Linked DNA regions of Callithrix jacchus: region 2 is linked to region 1. Evidence: chromatin contacts called from public Hi-C data. All regions are on one chromosome and are shown on one strand. The core of a region is the stretch at or near the end of the contact, and the rest is flanking DNA. Distances in the headings are between cores, read along the strand shown.

What was found. A called contact is a pair of places that touch in the nucleus more often than the background predicts.
Region 2: a Hi-C map of skeletal muscle shows a contact between it and region 1, with 6 times the contacts expected there. The contact joins two enhancer-like sites. A contact is called at or near these places in 3 of 3 Hi-C or Micro-C datasets (induced pluripotent stem cells and skeletal muscle).

What each region holds. Positions count from the first base shown.
Region 1 is chr19:30,316,271-30,323,177 of calJac240_pri, reverse strand. No RefSeq gene overlaps it. Among named protein-coding and RNA genes, the nearest start is that of BTG2, 38 kb to the left of the region's middle. Within about 2 kb of position 2,662, at least 14 of the 16 cell types and tissues checked have an H3K27ac peak or open chromatin away from gene starts, as enhancers often do. A contact at or near this core is called in skeletal muscle, where this site is marked.
Region 2 is chr19:30,376,646-30,383,552 of calJac240_pri, reverse strand. No RefSeq gene overlaps it. Among named protein-coding and RNA genes, the nearest start is that of BTG2, 22 kb to the right of the region's middle. Within about 2 kb of position 2,457, at least 14 of the 16 cell types and tissues checked have an H3K27ac peak or open chromatin away from gene starts, as enhancers often do. A contact at or near this core is called in skeletal muscle, where this site is marked.

The DNA of each region.
Region 1 (6,907 bases), core at 1,413-3,912:
CTTCAAAAAAAAAAAGAAAGAAAAGAAAAAGAAACAAGAATGTCACTAAATAAAATTGTAGCCCAGGGAATTATCTGGCACCTGCCTGACTGGAGAGACACTGTGCTAGAGAAGGGCTCAAGGAATAGCGAGGGTTTGTGAGAAGACCCAGTGCTGAGCGGGGTGAGGAATAACGGCTTTCAGAGAGTGGTTGTTGTAAATACGCCTTCTGCAGACAGGGAAGTCGCCCAGCTTTCCGGAAATAGAAGAGCCACTGTTTATCTGCCTGGACCCAGTCCCTGCACCGCACATGCTCTACGCTCCTCCCAGAAGCCCTGGGTCGTTCTGTGCATCATCTCCATGTATCAGATGAAGAGGCTGAGGCTTGAGCGACCTGCCAAGGACATGTTAAGAACTGGTAGAGCTGTGATTACAACCCAGGACACTCCTGAGCCGCCCTTTCCCTGACGCTTCCCAGCACATCACACATTTCTGGTTTTGTTTTTTTTTTTTTTTTGAGACGGAGTTTCGCTCTTGTTACCTAGGCTGGAGCACAATGGCGCGATCTCGGCTCACTGCAACCTCCACATCCTGGGTTCAGGCAATTCTCCTGTCTCAGCCTCCCAAGTAGCTGGGATTACAGGCACGCACCACCGTGCCCAGCTAATTTTTTGTATTTTTAGTAGAGACGGGGTTTCACCATGTTGCCAGGATGGTCTCCATCTCTTGACCTCGTGATCTTGCTCTGTCGTCCAGGCTGGAGTGCAGTGGCGTGATCTCGGCTCACTGCAACTTCTGCCTCCTGTGTTCAAGTGGTTCTTCTGCCTCAGCCCCCTGAGTAGCTGGATTACAGGTGCCCCCCACCACTATGGGCTAATTTTTTGTATTTTCAGTAGAGATGGGGTTTCTTCATATTGATCAGGCTGGTCTCGAACTCTCGACATTGTGATCCACCCACCTCAGACTCCCAAAGTGCTGTGATTACAGGCATGAGCCACTGTGCCCAACCACGTCACATATTTCTGTAGCCCAGTCTGACAGATTGAGAACTCCTTCAGGGAAGGCTGGCTGCATTTGCTCTGGTTCTGCATTTTCCCGGTAACGCCAGGAGGGAATGGATGACTTGAGTCGATTCCTGACACCAGCCTTCTAAACAAACTGGCGCTCACTGTAAGCAATCACAGTGGCATTGTCTGCCCATCCATGCATCTCCTGCGGTTTGTTGGGTGAGCCAGGCCTGTAGATGTTAACCAATGCCAGTCACCTGAAAAATAAAGGCAAGTTCTAGACCTGTCAGAACAAGATGGGCCCTGCGGCTCTAAGGTTCTGCTTCAGGGAGTTGGTAGGAGGGGCAAAGGCTACCTAAGGAGCCAGTTCAGGCTAGAGCTCAGGAGATACAGGCACAAGTCCTGGCTGTGTGTCCTGGGACAAGTTACCTAACATCTCTGAGCTGCATTTTTCTGCCGACCTCACAGAATAAGTGTGTGTAAAATAACTCAGCAAACTGTAGAGTGCGTTGTGGTCTGCCTGAAGGTATCACAGCTGCTGTGCGTGCCTGCCTGGCCCACTGGCCCCTTGAGGACGGGCACTGTCACCTGATTAGACGATTCCTCTGGCTTCTTAAGACTCAAGGTGCCTGGCCTCCTTCAGGGTCTTGGAAGCCTTTGTGGCAGTCCCCCACCTCTACCCCACCCCTAGCCACCTACCCCAGGAACCTTCCCCAGGACTGGTGACCCTGTGGAAATTGCCCAGTACCCTCTCTGCCAGCTCCTGTCTGTACCCTCAGCCTAGGAAGGATGATTACGTGGTGACCCTTCTGTGTCTATGAAAAGGGCGATTCCAGTGGTTCACACCCATAATCCCAGCACTTTGAGAGGCCAAGGCAGGCAGATTACAAGGTCAGGAGTTTGAGACCAGCCTGGCCAATATGGTGAAACCCTGTTTCTACTGAAAATTATGAAAATTAGCTGGGCGTGGTGGTGTATAGTCCCAGCTACTGGGGAGGCTGAGGCAGGAGAATCTCTGGAACCTGGGAGGCAGAGGTTGCAGTGAGCTGAGGTGGTGCCACTGTACTCCAGTCTGGGCAACAGAGTGAGACCGCATCAAAAAAGAAAGAGAGAGAGAGAGAGAGGGAGGGAGGGAGGGAGGGAGGGAGGGAGGAAGGAAGGAAGAGAAAGAAAGAAAAAAAGAGAGAGAGAAAGAAAGAAAGAAAGAAAGAAAGAAAAAGAAAGAGAAAGAAAGAAAGAAAAAAAAAAGGGTGACTCTGTCTGAAAAGTGAGGAAGCAAAGAGGGGCTGCTGGCTGGTGGGTCAGATGGGAGTGGGCTCCCTGACCCTGTCTGTTTCACAGTTTGAGTCCCTCTTCTCCATCCTGTGTGGCCACAGGCTGCCTCTCGTACCAGCCTGACAGTATTGTCCTGCAAACACTGGTCTCTTGGGGTGAGGACACACTGCCCCCTCAGGCTGGGAGCCCCAGGCAGAGGCCATGCTGGCCCCTTTCCCCCTCGCATGGGCCCCACCTGGGACGGCAGGTATCAGAGCCCAGGTTGGGTGATTTGGCCTGAGCAATCACTTGCCTCCAGGTAAGACAGTGAGCCCAGCAGGCTTTTGGTTTGGTTTTGTCTTCTTATCCAAGAACCGAAGGCCTGTTTTACAATCCCGTGGCCCCTTTCTTCTGACTAGAGAGGCAAGCAGGGCTTCCTCCGTGTGCCCTCACACTGACTTAACGAGCAGGCCCATCGGAGAGACCGGTCTGTTGAAGGGGCCACCGGCCAAGGAGGCAATCCGCCCGGTGGCCCTTCCCGCTGCAGGCACACAGAGCGGCTCCCGCGGGGCTGAGCAGAGGCAGTGGCTCCCGATCCTCCTGCAGCATCAGCACCGCCCCTGCCGGCCGCGGCCGAGAGCCCAGGACCTGGCGGACAGGAGAAGCCGCACCCTTGGCTCAGCACAAAGCCCACAGCACCGTCCCCGGTGCACAGACGCGGTCACACGCACCCCCGTCCACACACAGCCAGAGGAAATCGGACGGGTGAGCAACGATGGCTGGCTTTGAATAAACACAATCAGCGACTTCAGACCTCTGGGGACAAGGTGCCTTTTCTGGGCCGCGAGACGCACCGTGCCAGAGGCGAGACCTGTTGAGACCAGACTCTGCCCGCTCCCCAAAGTGAGGCTGAGCACCGAGCGGTGGCCTGGCGCCCCCTGCCGGTGAACTTTGTCTGGCACACCAGGTTCACGGTGAATAAACTGGGGGTGCCGCCTCCTCTGTGCTGGGCCCTGTGGGTTGGAAGAATTTCTCCTGCTCCCTCCTTTTCGTCTAGGGGATCAGGGTAATTTACTTCAGTTCATTCTCCCAGAGGCAGGATTATCTCTGTCGTGTAAAAGGAAAAATGAGGCTCAGAGAACTTAAGCACATTTCCCAGGATCACACAGCATGTTGCGGGCAGCTCCAGTAGAGGCGCTGGCCTCGATGCTGGGCCAGTGTTCTATCAGACACTTCGGGGGGTAGCGTACTAGGGATCACTGCGGGAACTGAAGTCCAGAAGGGGCCTGGATCAGCCCTCCCCTTAAGGAGCTCCCACTCTCCAGGGAGACCAGCCAGATGAGACTACCAAGAAGTCACACCCCTGCCTTCCCACAGGGAGCAGTGCAGGATTTAGGTGGAAGTCAAGTAGCATGAAGGTGAAGGTTGGAGGGCTCCGGAAGCCAGGCCAGGCTGGGTTCTCCAGCAGGGAGTGGGTGCCCAAGCCCAGGGTCACCGCCTTCTTGGTGGAGTCTCCTACGCCATCCTTCCCTGTGCTCAGCCCCTCCAGGATCATGAGGCCCACCCACTTGTCCTGCTGGGAGGGCCCTCTTTCTCCTTGAGAATGTACAGGTTGAGACAATGTCTGTATCTTGCTTTTTCTGGGCCAGGCCACCTCGGTCCCCATTCTCCTGGGCGTTCCTGGGATTCAGGAAGTGAGGTCTTTGAAATGAATGTTCGGGCTGCAATTAACCCTAAGGATTTACTGCGGCTTAGGAAGAAGCTTTTTCTCTTCAGAGCGGTTGGCCAGGGGCTAGGGCTGTCCCCACTCCTATCTGGTCCTGGCTGTCTGCCCTTGAGGCTGGGGCAGTATGAGGAGTATGCAGGCAAGTCCAAGGCTCTGACTCACATCGTGTCTCCAGGCTCCAGGCGTCTTCCTAGGTTGCCTGCCTGTTAACAGCTGTAATCAGTGTCTCACAGGCGGCAAAGCTGAGGTCAGTCTCCTCACCAGCGAAAAGGCTTCCTTCATGGGGTCCCCTCCTCCCCGATTCCCTCGTGTGGCCGAGATCCTTTAACAATAGGTTCCATCACGGGGCGGTGAGTAGATGCCTCATACAGGGAAACCCCTGACTGCTGTACCGTGATGATTACAGGACGAGGACTCAGAGCCAGATAGACCGGGATCTGATCCCAGTTCAGCCAGTTACTGTCTGTGTCACCTTCCGCAAGTGGCTTAACCTCTCTGACCTCAGTTTCCAAATCTGTCCGTCAGGATAATAGTTCCTATTACCTGGGGTTGTGCCGGAATGAAGTGGAATAATGTGTAGACTTCATGGGGTAAATAGTGTGTGATGCTGGCATTATTTATTCTATAAATGTCACTGTGACTTACTCTACCGCCCTGAGGTCTGGTTCAGAAGTTCTGGTAAGAAGTTTCAGGGTGACTGTGGGGAGTAGAAAAGTTCCTCTTTAAAGTTTCCTTTCTTGCTAAAGAGTAAGTGTGCTAAGAACTTTGTTAAGCCCTATTCTATATAGCTGTCAGACACGGTATGCTTACAGACACGTAGTACATTCTATGTCCTTGTACTCTGACCAAAACTTCTGTGCTGGACGTGCTCACAGGCATATCCCAGCCTTCCATTGCTTTTACCTGTTTAGAAAAGTTTTAAGTTGTTAACCAATTGGGTTTTAGTTTAGATTGTGAGGTCTGGCTCCAGCCAATGTAGATCAGACACAGCAGTAACGACCACCCAAATGCATAAGGGATAAATTTGTCTGTTTGCTTTTGTTCATTGTACTCTTGTAGCAAGATGGCTAGCGAGTGTACCCTTCTTGCAGTCCAGGAAGTAAAAATTGCATTGCTGAAAGATCCGTTGTCTCAGTGCTAATTTTTCTTTTCAGCACCAAGCATCTATTTCCAACATTGATCTTGTGAGTCTGCATAGAGAAAGCACTCAGACACCGGCTGCGAGAGCTGTGGTGTTTGAGACCTACCACCGCACATTCCAGAATATCTGGAGACAGGAACGGAAAAGGAGAGGTTGAGCATAGTATATTCCAGGCTCTGTGCTAGATCCTTTGCATCCGGGGTTTCAGTTCATGCAACTTGTTTGTGGTAAAATAGCTTTATCTCCAAGCCTAGAGCGGCCATGAGACTTGCCTGAGGCCACAGTCTAGTGTGGTAGGAGCTGCTAGTCTCCAGTAACTTGCTACTTTTTATCAGGGTAAGAAAAGTTTTAGCAGGAAACATGGCTGCCCAGAGTAAAGACTGCATTTCCCAGCCTCCTGTGTGGCCGGGTGTGGTCATGTGACTGAGTTCTGGCCAAAGAGAGGTAAGTGGACGCCTTAGGCAGGAGTGTGTTGGAGCCTTCCCTAAGGCACAGGTTGTGTGTCTGGTCTCTGCTCCTCCTTCTTTGTCCCTCCCTCTGTTTTGCTGCTTGGTAGGCAAAGGCCTACCATGAGGGCAAGGGCCACTAACTAACAGCACAATAGCTGCTGTTGTGAATTTTGTTACTCTCATGTCTACCTCATCTTAACTGAGATGCCCTGTGATAGAGTGGGGGATTCGAACCTGTATCAGTGAGCTCTTAAATCCATACTTTCCCAACACAGTGCTGGGTTTCTGGGTCCCCGACGTGCTCCTGCTATACCCCGTCAGCTCTTAGGTGTGGATCATCCCCTGGAACTCGGTGTCGGAGGAGGCGAGCTAGTCTGATGCAGCTCTTGGAACTCCCCCACCCCAAAGATGGCTTGACGCCTTTGCTAGATCCAGAGGCAGCTTGAGGGCAAAAGCCCAGGGCCTTGAGAGGGTGGTAGAGGTGACGCTTCTCCTGAGATCCAAGAAACCCCAGCCTCTGCCACAAGACTGACTGCACAGCTTCCCCTGTGGTGGGTGATGGCAGTGCTCAGGTAGTCCTGGGACTCTCTAAACTTCTCTGGCCTGACCCTCAATGTCCTCTGACCGACTCTAGCTTGCTGGGACACCTCTAAGGAAACTGCCAAGGGAACCTACAGAAGCAGGAGCAGGTAAGCAGTGCCCCGGCATCTCCTTCCCATAGGGGAATTTGGAGATGCGTTCTGAGCCCAGCAAAGTGCCAGGCAGGCAAGGTAAGGCCCCTTATGATAGGAGGTGTATTCTCATACCTAGTCTCAGCAATGAATGTTGTCAGCTTCACGGCTGCATTGGACTCAGTCTGAGTTAAAAGGGCTGTAAGATCCTTGGTAAACGACCAGATCCTGAATGTCACAGGGAAGAGGGTGGACTGGGACCCATGACAGCTGGCTATGTATCTGGGAAGATGCTCTTTACAAACAGAGAAGATATTTACCTACTGGGCAATCCGAGGAAGTCTCCCACCCCCTCCCTCTCGTTCCTAAAGTGGGCACCATGATCACACCTCTCAAGATTACTGTAACATTGATGAGGTAAGGAATATAAAAACACTCAAAATCTATAAAGTACCTAAAACCTGGAGGATTGGAATTCTGCATTCGTACAGTAGAAATAACAGTACCATGGTTGCTGTTCTTGTGCCCAGCTAAACCCTCTTTACTGGACCAGTAAAGACCATCCCTGCCCCCCAGCTGCTGTGAGGTTTGATGGCAGCAGTTCACAGTTATTCCCTTTCAGAGACTTCCGGTAATGGAAGCCGCCTTGCTTGGGGCCTGCAGCCGATGCTTGTCTGACA
Region 2 (6,907 bases), core at 1,208-3,707, 61 kb before region 1:
AGGTTAACACAGAGCTGCATTCATAAGTTTTTAATGACATCTGTGGAATCATATTCTTTGGGGCCCAATGAAAAGAGTGGCATGGCAGGGATTTAATAACCCATTACACATCCACCCCTACCACATGCACGCACCTTTTTTAATCCAGAAAATATAAAGTATTTTCAATTCTATGACATTTATCACACACCTATGCAGTAAGGACACAGGTATGATGCACCCCACTTTACAGACAGGGTAACTGGGACCCAGCACGTTTAATTGACTTGTCCCCCTAAAGGCATAGACTCAACACTGAACCCCAGGCATACTGACTCCCCATTGAACTGTATCCTGTCGCTGTGTGCCCCTTACCCTCCTCCCTGACCCTGCCATCAGGCACTACTGAAATGCCCCAGATGCATCACTGCTTTTGTTCTTAACAATGCAAAACATCAACTAAGCCCAGCAGGTGATAGACCTGGCCAGCCGCCAGGGGTCTGTGAGCACTGAACAGCCATCTCCATGCTCACTGTAGACAATGTATACATCAGCATGTGGTATGTTTCAGGCAGGCAAGAGAATGCAGAAGGGTTGGGTCTCCAGGTGACAAGAAAAGACTTCAGGAAAGGGGCTTGGGGAAAACATACAAGCCCATCTTAGTGTTTGTTGATGTACGGATGTGGAGAGAACATTTGCGGAGTGCTCTACCTAACAAAAGGAGAAAGTTCAATCCTGTTAAAAAGGGAGTTGTAAATCCTCGGGTGCTTCTGTGCTGAAAATGTTTGAGAGGGGGAAATTTGAAGAAAAGACCTTGAGGAAAAGAGAAAATACAGTCTTGCCAAGAGATTTCTCCCTTAGCAAAAATCTAGGAGCTAAACAGAGGACCCAGCCCAGGGCTTTGAAGCCATACTAAGTTTCATTCTGGGTCTTAAATTACTTTACTAATAAGACTTTAAATGTCTTTAGGATCTAAAGCTATCCCCAGCACCTAAATCAAGTATGGTCAGCTGAGGTAAAATGTGAGGAAGAGATACTTATTGCTTTGGTATTAATACCTAAAATAATATCACTATTTACCCAGTGGCTCACTCCTGTAATCCCAGTACTTTGGGAGACAGAGGTGGGTGGATCACGAGGTCAAGAGATAGAGACCATCCTGGCCAACACGGTGAAACCCTGTCTCTAATAAAAATACAAAAATTAGCTGGATGTGGTGGTGCACTCCTGTAGTCCCAGCTACTCGAGAGGCTGAGGCAGGAGAATCACTTGAACCCGGGAGGCGGAGGCTGCAGTGAGCCGAGATCATGCCACTGCACTCCAGCCAGGATGACAGAGCGAGACTCCGTCAAAAAAAAAAAAAAATCACCATTTATGAGGCAATTATGTGCCGGGCATTTTGTCAGAATAATGCCAGGAGACAGGTGCCATTATTATCATGAGTATTTTTCATAGGAGAAAATCGAAGCTCGGAGAGGTTAAGTAACTGCTCAAAGTAACACAGCCAGAAAGTGGCAGAGGCTAGAGTCGAATAGTTATCTCGAAGCTACTATGCCGCATTCTTTGAGGGTGTAGGTGTGTGTGTGCTTCTGTGTCCCGGGGTGGAAGGACAACGATATTGAAGATAGGTTAATGAAGTTTACTATGTACATGCTGGGGAAATGCATGCTGTCTTAGAGGCTGAGGCTGGCGCCGGTAGCCACAGTCCGATGGAGGGTGGTTAATCTGGTTTTAGAGGGTGGCCGACTGGCAATGGCAGACAGCGCTCAAGTCACTCGGCCATAGGAGGGCGCAAGCACACAGAGACACGAGAAGAAAAGGAAGAGAGCCTGAGCTCGAACTTGGGGAAATCAATGCCCAAAGCCTGCGGGACTCTGGAAGGAAGACGGGAAAGGGTTCACCCCCGAACCCCCAGACCGCTCAAGAAGCGCGGGGCGGGGCCCTGCCGCGCTCAAGCTGCGGGGAGGACCTGAGAGACGGGGACGCCTTGGGGGCTTCAGGGACCTGAGCTCCTCCTGCGGCAGGTGACGAGAAGGCCCAAGCCCAGCAGCCGCCCCGCCTCCCCCTCTCTGAAAGGCCCCATTCTCCATCGCCGCCGGGGGAGCAACCGGGCTACGAAACCACCTAGCGCCCCACCTTTCTTACTTTCTTCCTTCCCCCCATTCCCCCCCCCCCTTAATACTTCTCTGCCAAACGCCGTGGCGTCAGGGAGGGCTGGGAATGGCCCGCGCCGCCCCCGGGCCAACCAATCAGCAGCTTGTTGCCAAGGTGGGGCTTCCCCGGAGCGGGCGGAGGATGCCGCTCGGCCGCTGTTGCGGAGCAGAGAGCAGACTTGTGAGGGCGTTTGGTGGTTCTTACAGGTCCCAGCCAGCTGCTCTTGGGGATTGAAGGACGTGGGGGGCGGGGGGACGGGGGGCTGAGCGGCCGAGGGCCCACATCCGGGAGGGAGAGAGCCAGACACCTGCCTGCCTTCGCACCCGCAGCCGGCGCTGTCTCCCTCCTCCCCGAAGCGTCCTTGTTGGGCAGGTCTGACTCCAGGCAGCCGGTCTGGGATCGCCTCGGCCGCAACGGTCCCGGGTTGAAAGGCATCGCCGTCGTCCCCTTACCCTCACCACCAAGCATGTTGGGGAAGAGAGACCTGCAAACGCGAGAAGGTGCAAAAATCACCCACCTAACTTTCGAGGCAGACCAGATAGGAACTGAAGACGGTGCTGTCTTGCAGTGTGTGTCCCCGAAGTGACCAGTTGACCATGCAGCCCCGGAGGGGCTTAAGAGAGAGTGAAAAGGGCCCCAAGAAGCAGGAGACGAAAATCGCACACCTTCTCACCATGTAACAGTAATGCCCACAGTGCCGCAAAGCAGGGTCTGCACAGGAGGGTCTCACTTTTCCACTCATAACCCAGTTACACGAGGGAGAAAGGGCAGAGGCAAATCTACACCCTCACACGTTCTTCTTTGGCCTCAAACTCAATTCCCCAATCCTGCTTCTTTCTTTCCATTGTGTAACCTAGATAAGTGCCTCCTGTTCCCGTAATGGCCATAATATTTAATCACATTTATTGTGTACTTTCTAAGAGCTGGGTATCCTTTTGAGCAACTCACAAAAATCAGTCCTCCCTACAATACCAAGTAGGAGCTACTTTGATCCTCCTTTTCAGGTGAGAAAACAGGCAGTGCGAAGTTGGGTAACTTGCCTGTTGGCACAGAGCTCAGAGCTAGCTGTACCTAGGTAGTCTGTTTCCACCTGGGAGACCCATCCGACTTGGCTCTAGAAAAGGTAGATTTTCCTGCTATTTTGCCAAAGGAAATGGCTAGAATGGTTGCCTTTTGAAGCAGCACCTGACCCCTGCCCCACAAGAGCAGGACTTTCAGTTAAGGTCCTTAAGTCTCCCAAGACTTTGGGAGGCTAAGGCTCGTGGATCACAAGGTCAGGAGATTGAGATCATCCTGGCCAACATGGTGAAACCCCATCTCTACTAAAAATACAAAAATTAGCTGGGTGTAGTGGCGGCCGTCTGTAGTCCCAGCTACTCAGGAGGCTGAGGCAAGAGAATCTTTAAAACCCGGGAGGTGGAGGTTGCAGTGAGCCAAGATGATGCCACTGCACTCCAGAGTAAGACTCTGTCTCAAAAAAAAAAAACAAAAACAAAAAAAGATTTCCAAGAGACTTCTCCAGACTCCCAAGAGATTCACCCTGTGGTTTCACCATATAAAATGAAACCAGATAAAATGCTAGATTTGATAGGTGAATTTCACCATTATGCAAAAAAAGAAAAATGAAGTCAGAGAAAATCCTCCCATCTGCCCAGTCCTGATCCCCTGGACCAGCCCAGAGCATGTCTCAGAAGCAGGAGAAAGGTGAAGTATTCATCCCCCAAACTTCACAGCTTTGTTGTATATTTTCAAAATGGATCTCGCTTAGGGCAGACACCAACGAATTTGGGGAATGGTGGGCAGGGATACAGGAAGAAGAGGCTGAGAACCTGCCCCCAGCTGATGTTGGGAACGGCTATTTGCAGGGTGCTGCTTGGGTTGAGAGGGCAGTCGACTGTTTCACTTCCCATTCCCCCATGCTTACTCTCTGAGCCATGCCCTGGCTCAGTACCCCCTTCCCCCCCCACCCATGTCCTCCACCCCACCCTGCACCAGTGTCCCAGATCCTGGGGCACACCATCTGCCTGTCCTCCCCCTTCCCAAGGGACTTAGCTCCTCGAATTGAGACCTTTAAATAATTAAATGCCCCAAAGCCTCCCTACACTGATCCCCAGCCTCTGGCTGGGGTGTTAATTCAAAGACCAGGAGCTGGGCTGGAGGGCTGCCAACCCCACCGCCTCTATTCAGCTCCTTTCTTTTCCTGCTCAGCTGCCGGGCGGTGGCTAATGGGTCTTTTCTCCTGCTTTGGCCCCTCCGCCTGCCAGGCCTAGTCCACAGAAAAAACAAACAAAAGGAACAGAGCTGTAAGGGACCTTGGGGGTGGGGAGGAAGCCGGACTTTGGATGTCAGCTCTTCCAGGCTAGGGGTGGGGAAGGAGGAAAATACCAGATCCACTTCGCCCTGGGAAAGGTAAAGGGACCAGGGTGGAGAGAGAGGACGCAGAGGCTTTGCCAGCTCCTTATCCCAGGACAGGAGCCAGGCTATCTATCTCCCTCTGACTGGGGAGCTGTGTGACCAAAGGAGGAGGGAGGGGGTGTCAGTCACTTGAGTGGTTTGGGGCTTCAGCTGCATCCTCATGCAAATTAACCTAGTGAGTCACTGGAAGTTTGGTCCAGACACAAAGAAGCTGCTGCTCTCACCCGAGGCTTCCCCCACTACAGCAGCCCCCTCCCGGGCGAAGCAAACAAAAGGCCCAAGCCAGCGGTGCGTGAAGGAGTGAATGGGCGAGACCTTCCCTGGTGACGTCCCACCAGACAGATGGCAACAGTTGCCCCACACCAGTTGCAAGCCTCCTTTCATCCTTCTCCCAAGTCATAAAGGAGAAAGACCCCCGTCCCTCTAGAGCCCATCGGCTCCTCAGGGCAAATCCAAAGGCAGGACGGGGTAGCCGGTGGGCTGCCAGGGAGCAGAAGGTGAGAGGGGAATGGACGCTGCATGTTTGGCTGGAAAACAAAAAGTTTGTTGAAAGCACAGGCACCACGGCCAGCCCAGCCCATCTGTCCTCTGGGGAAGCGCTGCCCCCACGCTCCTGCTCGGCTTCTGGCCAGCCCTGCACAGAGCTGGAAAGGAAAGAGTCCCCTGGAAAGGAAGACTTCAGTTTGGGGCAGCAGCACTAAGCCTTAATACTTTGGGACTTTGTAGTTTGAGGCTTTCATTAGGCAAAAATCCCTTGACTCGAATTGTTTTGCCTCTTCAGAAATTAGGGTTAAATGGAAAATCCGAGGCCTCTGGGACAGGTGGGGAATAGTAGGACCTGGGTGCTCTGCAGTTACATGATAAAGTTTGACTTGCTCCAGAATGGGATTCTATTAAAATCATCCACACATTCCCACAAACATTAAGAAGCTAGGATTGGGCCAGGAGTCGGAAAACTCAGCTTCCCGTCTCAGCTCATCGTGTGTGTGTTGTGTAATTCTGGGCAAGTCATCTGGGTTGTTCGAGTTCCAGTTTCCTCTCTGTAAATTGGGGGGTGAAAAACACCCACCGCCCTACCTCCTAGTGTGGTAGAGAGCACGCTGATGCTCCATCAGGAGAAGCTGTGCAAGGCTTTCCTCTCAATTTCCCCGCACCCTCAGCTCCCAGGAAGTGGAGTGGGCATGGCACTGTCAACGTAGTTCAGAGTACCTCACATCTATTACTTCATGAGGCAACTGAGAGTAGAAAGGTTCAAGGCTGTGCAGAGATCCTTTCTTGAGAGTAGGGTTGGAGGCTGAGCGAAGGCTAGTGCCCTCCGCCCAACCTCCCGAACCTCAGATTTTTGTCTCCCTTCTCTCTCTGCTTTCCATCAACCTAGCCTGACTCGGGAGGATTTAAGGGGAACTCTGCTAAGAGTTTATCTAGTTTATTTATTGAGGTCAATACATTCAGAATAAGAGAACCGTTCCTATGTCTTAATCATAGTTTAGTAAAGTTATGATTCTGAGGCCATAGGCATGCATTCTTCTAGGCTAAATGCCACAGTTGTTCTTTTCTTCTTTTTTTTTTTTTTTTTTTGAGATGGAGTCTTGCACTGTCTCCCAGGCTCAAGTGCAATGGCAAGATCTCGGCTCACTGCAACCTCCACCTCCTTAGTTCAAACGACTCTCCTACCTCAGCCTCTCGAGAGTAGCTAGGATTACAGGCACCAGCCACCATACCTGGCTAATTTTTTTTTTTTTTTTGTATTTTTAGTAGAGACAGGGTTTCACTATGTTGGCCAGGCTGGTCTTGAACTCCTAATCTCGTGATCTGCCCGCCCTGGCCTCCCAAAGTGCTGGGATTACAGGCTTGAGCACCACGCCTGGCCCACTATTGTTCTTTCTGCAGAGGGCTAAGGTGGTAATACTGGTGTCAGGGGAGGATAGGGAGCATGGAGGAGCATAGTGACTACCCAGGGAACACAGGTGACAATACTTGATGCTCTCCTAACTGGCCTCATGCTTTGCTCTTCTGCCCACCCATCTGACCTCCTGTGGTTTGTGTTGGCCAAAGTGCCAGTGCTCAGAGGTGGTTGGAATGTCTTCTCCTGGGCATAAATAAGGTTGTAAAGATGTTTTCTCTGAGCTGCAAGGGCATTTCTCAAAACATCTGTCTTTCCCAATCCTTGCTCAAGCTAACCTCACCCATCTCTGCTCATTTCCATTTGTGTAGCAAACATCAAGCGCTGATGTAGATCATTCTGTGTAATTCTGTGAATGTTTGCATTCAACCCTATGTAGTCAGTGTTTTAGGTGCTTTCATATATAATTATCCTATCACCTCCTTCGGACGGGCAACACCCTGAGAATCAATCCCT